2 separate regions of the Mus musculus genome follow, and region 1 is linked to region 2. A link is a contact called in public promoter capture Hi-C data. All regions are on one chromosome and are shown on one strand. The core of a region is the stretch at or near the end of the contact, and the rest is flanking DNA. Distances in the headings are between cores, read along the strand shown. Region 1 holds the start of Tmem132a (transmembrane protein 132A). Region 2 holds the start of Fads1 (fatty acid desaturase 1).

Region 1 (3,449 bases), core at 510-3,009, 690 kb after region 2:
TCAGGATCTCACCACCTAGCTACCCAGCCGTTCCATCCAGGGCAACCCCAGCATGCCATGTGGCCTTCACACTGTGCCCCCACCCTCCTTCAGGGTCAAGAGTACACCCTGCCTCCTCGAGGAAGCCTTCTGTGGTCATTCAGCCCCTTGCTGGACACCTTGTTCCGGCTCTGCTTGCTGCTACTGCTTTTCTAAGATGGGGAACAATCCTCCCGTTTCTCCAGAGTACCTGGAACCCCAAGTGCAGTCCATGGGCTTGGCTCTGCTGCCTCTCCTGTATTATGTGAACCCCAGGCTCTGTCTTACTCATTCTGTAATTCCCATGACTCTCCCTGAAGAGGTTTGGGGGATAAGGGGAGAGATCTGACTTTATGCCCTAGCTCTACTCCATGAAAGATGGGCCAGTCACCAGCATCTTGGAGCCTGGGTTTCCTTCCTCACTGGTACAAGGGGTGGGAGTATTTCATAACCCGGTGAGCAGGGGAGGGTTTTGGAAGCTTGGTGTAGATCATACTGGAAGTGAGATTGTTAGTGAGCCAAATGAAAAAGCTTTCCTTCCCTCACTGTGGAGGGGTTATTAGGACCCCCACTGGTTCTGCAGGGTTTGGAGCAGGTACCTAAAAGAAGTTCCAGAACCAGCTCTCTCAGCCCCACAGCTGAGCTGGGACGGCGGGGCTTTTCTCTAGAGTGCCCCCCCCCCGCGCGCGCGCCCGCGCACCAGTATCCCTAAGGGTAACAAGTGAGTGACTGTTGTTGGTCCTTAGGGTGGCTCCGGTCCACCTTCTAATTCAATGTTTCCATAATTACAAGATGCTCAGTAGCCTGACTCCCACGGACTTCCATGGTCTCCCATCACGGAGAATCCAGCCCTCTTGATGGGGGCAGAAAGGTAGAGACTACTTCGCCATCTCCCAATTCCCATAACATCTTCCACCTTTCAGCCCCAGCTTATGGCAGGCACGCGGTAGCTGCTGCCCCTTTCGTACTCAGTGATGGGTGCACCCACAAGGGCTCGGAAAGGCAAGGCTGGGACTCTCCCAGAAGACTCCAATGTTGGAGATCTCCTTGGAACAGGGAGAGAGAGGGGGAGAGAGAGAGGGGGAAAGGGAGAGAGGGGGGGGGGCAGAGGCATATCTCTCGGGTCTCAGGCAAAGAGCCTGTTTTGCATTCCTGTGACTAACCAGCGGGTTTCTGGGGACTAGAACTGCAGGTTAGGAAGAGGTGGTGCACGGGGAAGCAGGGCAGCCGGGTTAGATGTCGCGGCTGGAGAGGGGCTCGCAGAGGAGTTGGGACCGGGCTAGTGAAGATGGGAGTGAAAAGACTTTAGGAGCATCTAGGTGGTGCACAGAGAAGAAAGCCAAAGGGCTGTTGGCTGGGAACCGGTTTCCCAAGGTTAGACCTCTCCAGGGCATCGCTCTAGGTTTAGTTCTAGAGTCCAGTGGCTTGGGGGCATCAATGGCGCGTGGCCTCGGACGGACAGGGCCAGGTCGCCCCTCCCCACCCCTCCCTTCCCTCTGACCTCTCACGACTTCCAGGGCGAGAGCCACCAGGAGGCAGAACCAGGCACCGTAGGGCCCCCGAGGGGCCGCAGCCTTGCGTTCAGTCATCGAGGCGCACTCCTTCCCACCAAAGGAGGGTAACCGGCGCGCGGCTCAGGTGGCTGCAATCTGTCCCCACATCTCCCGCGCCCGCTCCGCGCCAGCCGCTGTGGCCAGCTAGTTCCCTGCGCCGCCGGCCCGCGGCTGCAGTTCCCAGACAATGGAGCAGGAGCAGTGGGGTGGGAGGGAACGCAGGCACATGGGCTGTCCCCTTCGCCCCGCCGGGTCCTAGTGCCCTGCGGATCCCAAAACCCAGAGCGTGGCCCCGTGCCTAGGGTGCCTAGGATTGGAATAAGGCAGCGTCCCTGGAGACTAAGCAGATTGATGTCCTCTGCCAGGAAGCACAAGGTGCGTTCTGGGATTCCTCGTGGAAGCCGATGATCAAGGAGAAAAACAAACAAAACCCGTTTCCTCTGCCTCATACCCTCCCCACAGGCATCTCACCTGTGAAGGCATCTAGAATTCAGGGACATAAGAGAACAGAGCTGCTGGGGCAGAAAAGGAGAGGCCAAACCAGGCCAGACCACCTTAGGCCATCCGTGGAGGCAGCTTGTCTCATGCCCAAACCTATCCCAGAAAGAGTCCCTAAGGATGAAGGGTGTAGGCTGGTCAACCCTTCTGAGGGAGTCCTGACTCCCAGTGCCACCTAGCCTTGCCCTCAGGTAGTGTTGGGAGAGGTCCAGATTTGGCATCTCCATGGCAACTTAAAGAGGAAAAAGAAACAGAAACGTGCCCGGGCCTTACACAAAAGAGCAGAACCACCTGGAGCCACATTGAGAACCTTATTCAGTAAATTCCTGAGTCTGGGAGGGAAGCCAGTTTTTCCAGGTTCCCCAAGCTAGCAATATAAGCACCCTGCAGGAAGGGGCAACTTCAGTCCCAACAGAGCTGCCAGATCTGCAAGCTTTCCAAGAGAGTGCATGCCTCCCTCCAGAGTCCTAGGGGGAAAGGTACCAGGTACATCCTGCCTTCCTGAGCCCTCCCTTCCTCCCAACAGATTTCTGCTAGAAGTCCAGAAGGAAGAGAGTTTGTCAGCAGAGACTTTTGAGTAAATACATTTTATTCAGAAGAAGATAATAAAATAGCATGCACTTTAAAACCACCAAGCGCTGATAAAAACATATCACTGCAGCCATGATTCCACATCAAACCTTCAGTAAGAATAGGCATTTAATCTTCACATCTTGTGCTGGACCTGGCATGGGTCATCTCCCTCCACCAGGGACCTAAAGGCCAAGGCCAAGGCCAAGAGTGAGCAAGTGGTGGAGAGGGGTTAGTGGCAGGCTCACTCCTAGCCCTGCAGAACAGATCAGGGCAAAGCCGTGCCCTTCCCAGCTACTGGGACACAACACTGACCAACGCTTGCTTCTGGATGGCAGAGAGTGGACAGGGGTAAAACTGCAAGACAGCAGGTCCTCCTGCCCTTTTCAAGGTCCCTGAAACCCTCAAGGGAGATTCGACAATCCCAGCAGGGCCGTTGCTTTGTTTGCTGGAGTGGGGATTCTGCAAGGGGCTCACTCTGACCACGAAGTAGCCACAGCACACTTTCCCACATTCAGTGTGGCAAGGGGCACCTGGAGGGTGCTGCTGACTCCTGCTAAGGCACTTGTAACAGAGCATAGATGCACAGGCCTCCAGGGACCCTTTCCTCCCCCTTCATCCTTATCTCCAATCTCCTACCCCTGCCCATTGCAGTGCAATGAGGAAGACAGAGAGGGCCGCAAGGGACTTGGGATGGTAGTGTGGCTGGGAGCAGGAAGAAAAGAGCTGGGGGGGGGGGGGGGGAGTGGTCAAACAGGAGCTTCAGCCTGGGCAGGCCTTGTGTAAGGAAGCAGCAGGTTAATCATCACG
Region 2 (3,251 bases), core at 599-3,098:
ATCTACATATAGGCTGTGGCATGTATGGTTTTTTTCCACTGACACACACAGGTAAATACTCTAAATAAATAAATAAATAAATAAATAAATAAATAAAATTAAAAGATTTTAAGTAGTAAGATATAAGATAAATTTTTCATATAAAATTAATACTTCTTATGCCAGAATGGTTTAGCACCATTATCAAGAACGGGAAACTGAGGCTGAGGAATGTCCGTGCAGACAGTTTAGTTCTCACACTTAGCCAGAGCAAGAGCGAAACTCCAAGGAGAATAGAGATGTTTTGTTCCCAGTAAAGTTCCCTATTGCAGAAAGACCCACAATACACAGAATTGTTAGAGAACAGGCTCTGTGCCACAGTTGGCAAACGGCGCTCTAAAGAAGCTCATGCTTCCAGAAATAGAGATTGCTAGATTCACCAGTCTACACACTGCTGGTGTAACCACTGCTGAGGCTGTCACACAAACTTCACGATTGATTGCGTCCTACTGTCTCCTGACAATTAAGGCCACTAAACCTGTATAATTCTAATTAATATAGTGAAACACAGTGGTGCTTGCCTATGATTACAGCACTTGGGAGGCCAAAGCAGGGCGATCATTGCAACTTCGAAGCTAATCTGTTCATCACAGTGAGTTCCAGATCAGCCAGGGCTACTGCTTCCAGGGACAAAAATAACAACAAAACACAATACGAAACTAAGATCACTAGAAATAGAAAATGCTAAAGCTAATTGCAAATGTTAAACTACATACAAAGAAGGCAAGGCTGGCCTTTCTTCGTTTTATTTTTGTTTTAAAATCGTTTTTAAAATTGCATTTATTTATTTATTTACGTGTGTGTGTGTGTGTGTGTGCTGCCATGAATTGCAGGCAATGTAGGCTAGAAGAAAAACTTGTGGAAGTCAGTACTCTCCTTCCATCTTGTGGGTCCCAGGGATCCATTTCAGGTCACTGGGTTTTGCATCAGGCAACTGTTCCTCCTGAACCATAGAGCTATCATTAGTATTGTTATCATCATCATCATCACCACCACCATCATCATCATCATCACATTTTAGTTAGTGCATGTGTGTGTGTGCATGCGTGCATGTGTTAATTGTGTGTGTGTGTTCCTAAGTACTATATTCTTGTAAGTCAAAAGTGACGGCCAATCATAGCAGACAAGACTTCTGTTAGCGTTGGGCTATCACGTGAGCAAAAGCCTGGAACTGTAGCCAATCAGTCTCTTTCTTTATGTTAGTCCTCTTTCTTTCCACACATGCTAACTGCCCACCTTGCTAGGAAGGGGGATCTCTGAACGGCTACTGGGTCAGGATGCTGTTTTGTTTGCTAAAGCCACTGTGTTTAATTTGTCACGTGTTTCCTAGGGGCAGGAAATTGACAGAACGTTTGCCTTAGCACAATCTGCTGTATGAAACAGAACGTGGAAAGCAGTGCCTGTAAACCCAGAACTCAGGAGAGTCAGAGGTTCAAGGTCATTCTCAGCTACACAGTGAGTCTGGGGCCGGCCTGAGCAACATGAGAACTGTTTTCTTTTCTATATGTTCACACCAAGCTTCTATGCGCCCTTGGGACCTCCGCCTTAGCTACATCAAGCTGTGACGCACTCAAAGGAACCGTTATCCTATCAATCCCTACCATGCTCAATAAAAAAATAAATAAATAAATTCCGAAGTGGAATAGCCTGGAGACCACTTTCAGGCCCCGCGAGGGGGCGCGTCTCTGCCGCTGGAAGTAGCCTGAGTCTCTCCGGGGAGTGGGGAGTCTGTCTTTGCTACCCGAGAGAGGCGGAGCTCGCGCCCCACGCCACTCGGCTCAGCCAATGGGAGCTCGCGCCGCGGGGCTCGGCGGTCCGCGCCAAGGGTGCTGAAAACCCTGCGCGCGAACGGCGGTCTCCGGGCGCGCGCTCGAGGCAGCCCGACGCTCCCCTAGTTCGCGAGCCTGGCGTGCGCTGCCCCGCGGCCCGGAGCGCGCACCTCTCAGACTCCAGCTTCCCCCGCCAAGCTTGCTATGGCTCCCGACCCGGTGCCGACCCCTGGCCCGGCCTCCGCCCAGCTCCGCCAAACGCGCTACTTTACTTGGGAGGAGGTGGCGCAGCGCTCCGGGCGGGAGAAGGAGCGATGGCTCGTGATCGACCGGAAGGTGTACAACATCAGCGACTTCAGCCGCCGCCACCCGGGGGGCTCCCGGGTCATCAGCCACTACGCGGGTCAGGATGCCACGGTGAGAGCGGACAATAGGCGCATCTGCACCTCGGGGAGGGACATTGGCGGGGAGAGAGGCCTTTGAACCCGGGATGCAAGCGCCTGAGAGACCGGAGCGGTAGACGGTGGCCGGAGACACGCACACTCAAACAAAGGGCTGGTTGCACATCCGTGCTTTGCCTCTGGAGTCTCAAGCATGGGTTGGATAGGAGGGAATGAGCTTTCCAGGCACCCGTTCAACGGTACTTGCAACCTCCGGTGGTGGGAGGAGGAGTCTGAGCAGAGAGTGGGAGTCGCGTCCTGTCTGCCAGGCTAGGAGGGTGAACACAGCCTTGTCTGACCTAGAGAACTGGCCCTAAGTTGGGATTCGGAGCGGAAAGGAAGTGGGAAAGGACTGCTTGCGCTAGGGATGACACTGAGGACCCGGTGCTTGGGCATCACCTGTACATTGTGAAGCCCGGAGGGTAGGGTAATGAACCTGAGCCGGTCCAAGACAGCTTGCAGTTGGAGTCGTAAAACTGTACTCGGATTCTTAGTGCGAGGTCACTTGGGCCAGGGAGGTCGACTATTGAGGGAATAGGGCTCCCGCGCGATTAGACACTTCGCGGGGTCGCGTCCCTTTTCCGTTGTAGCTTACTGAAGGAAGAGTCAGTACGAACCCCAGCTTCTGTCTAGTGGCCCTGTTTTCTCTTTTTAGACCATATCCTCCCTCAGAGGCGAGGGCCGGACTAGGAATGACTTAGGACAGAGCATTCTTTGACAGGATTGTCATCTGTTGGGTCTCTACATTTGGGTCCATCTCCCTTTTAACTACCTAATGCCATCCCTCCGACCTCTTACTCCTTGTCTGCCAGTCTAACGTGCTCCCGGGGTCCTCAGGGTTCCTATTAAGTTGCCCATGAAGTTAGAGGTGGAGGGCCTTAGCGACCAGGCTAGAAGGAGCCGGTTTCTAGAAGTAACCACCCAGAATCCAAACAGCAGTGCATTCCTATACCGGTTCATGAAAGGATGGAGCAGACCCGCTCCGTCTAGGCTTCCCATTCTG

Evidence for each region. Promoter capture Hi-C pulls out the DNA fragments that hold promoters and counts their contacts.
Region 1: a contact with region 2 is called in a promoter capture Hi-C map of cranial neural crest. A contact is called at or near these places in 3 of 39 promoter capture datasets (cranial neural crest, hippocampal neurons and liver) and 1 of 130 datasets of targeted methods (pancreatic cancer cells).

What each region holds. Positions count from the first base shown.
Region 1 is chr19:10,868,020-10,871,468 of GRCm38.p6, forward strand. It overlaps Tmem132a (transmembrane protein 132A), which reads right to left and starts at 1,760. Exons shown (of 11, transcript NM_133804.2): 1 at 1,520-1,760. The coding sequence starts at 1,607. Tmem109 (transmembrane protein 109) reads right to left here. Exons shown (of 4, transcript NM_134142.1): 4 at 2,641-3,449.
Region 2 is chr19:10,181,040-10,184,290 of GRCm38.p6, forward strand. It overlaps Fads1 (fatty acid desaturase 1), which reads left to right and starts at 1,849. Exons shown (of 12, transcript NM_146094.2): 1 at 1,849-2,225. The coding sequence starts at 2,013.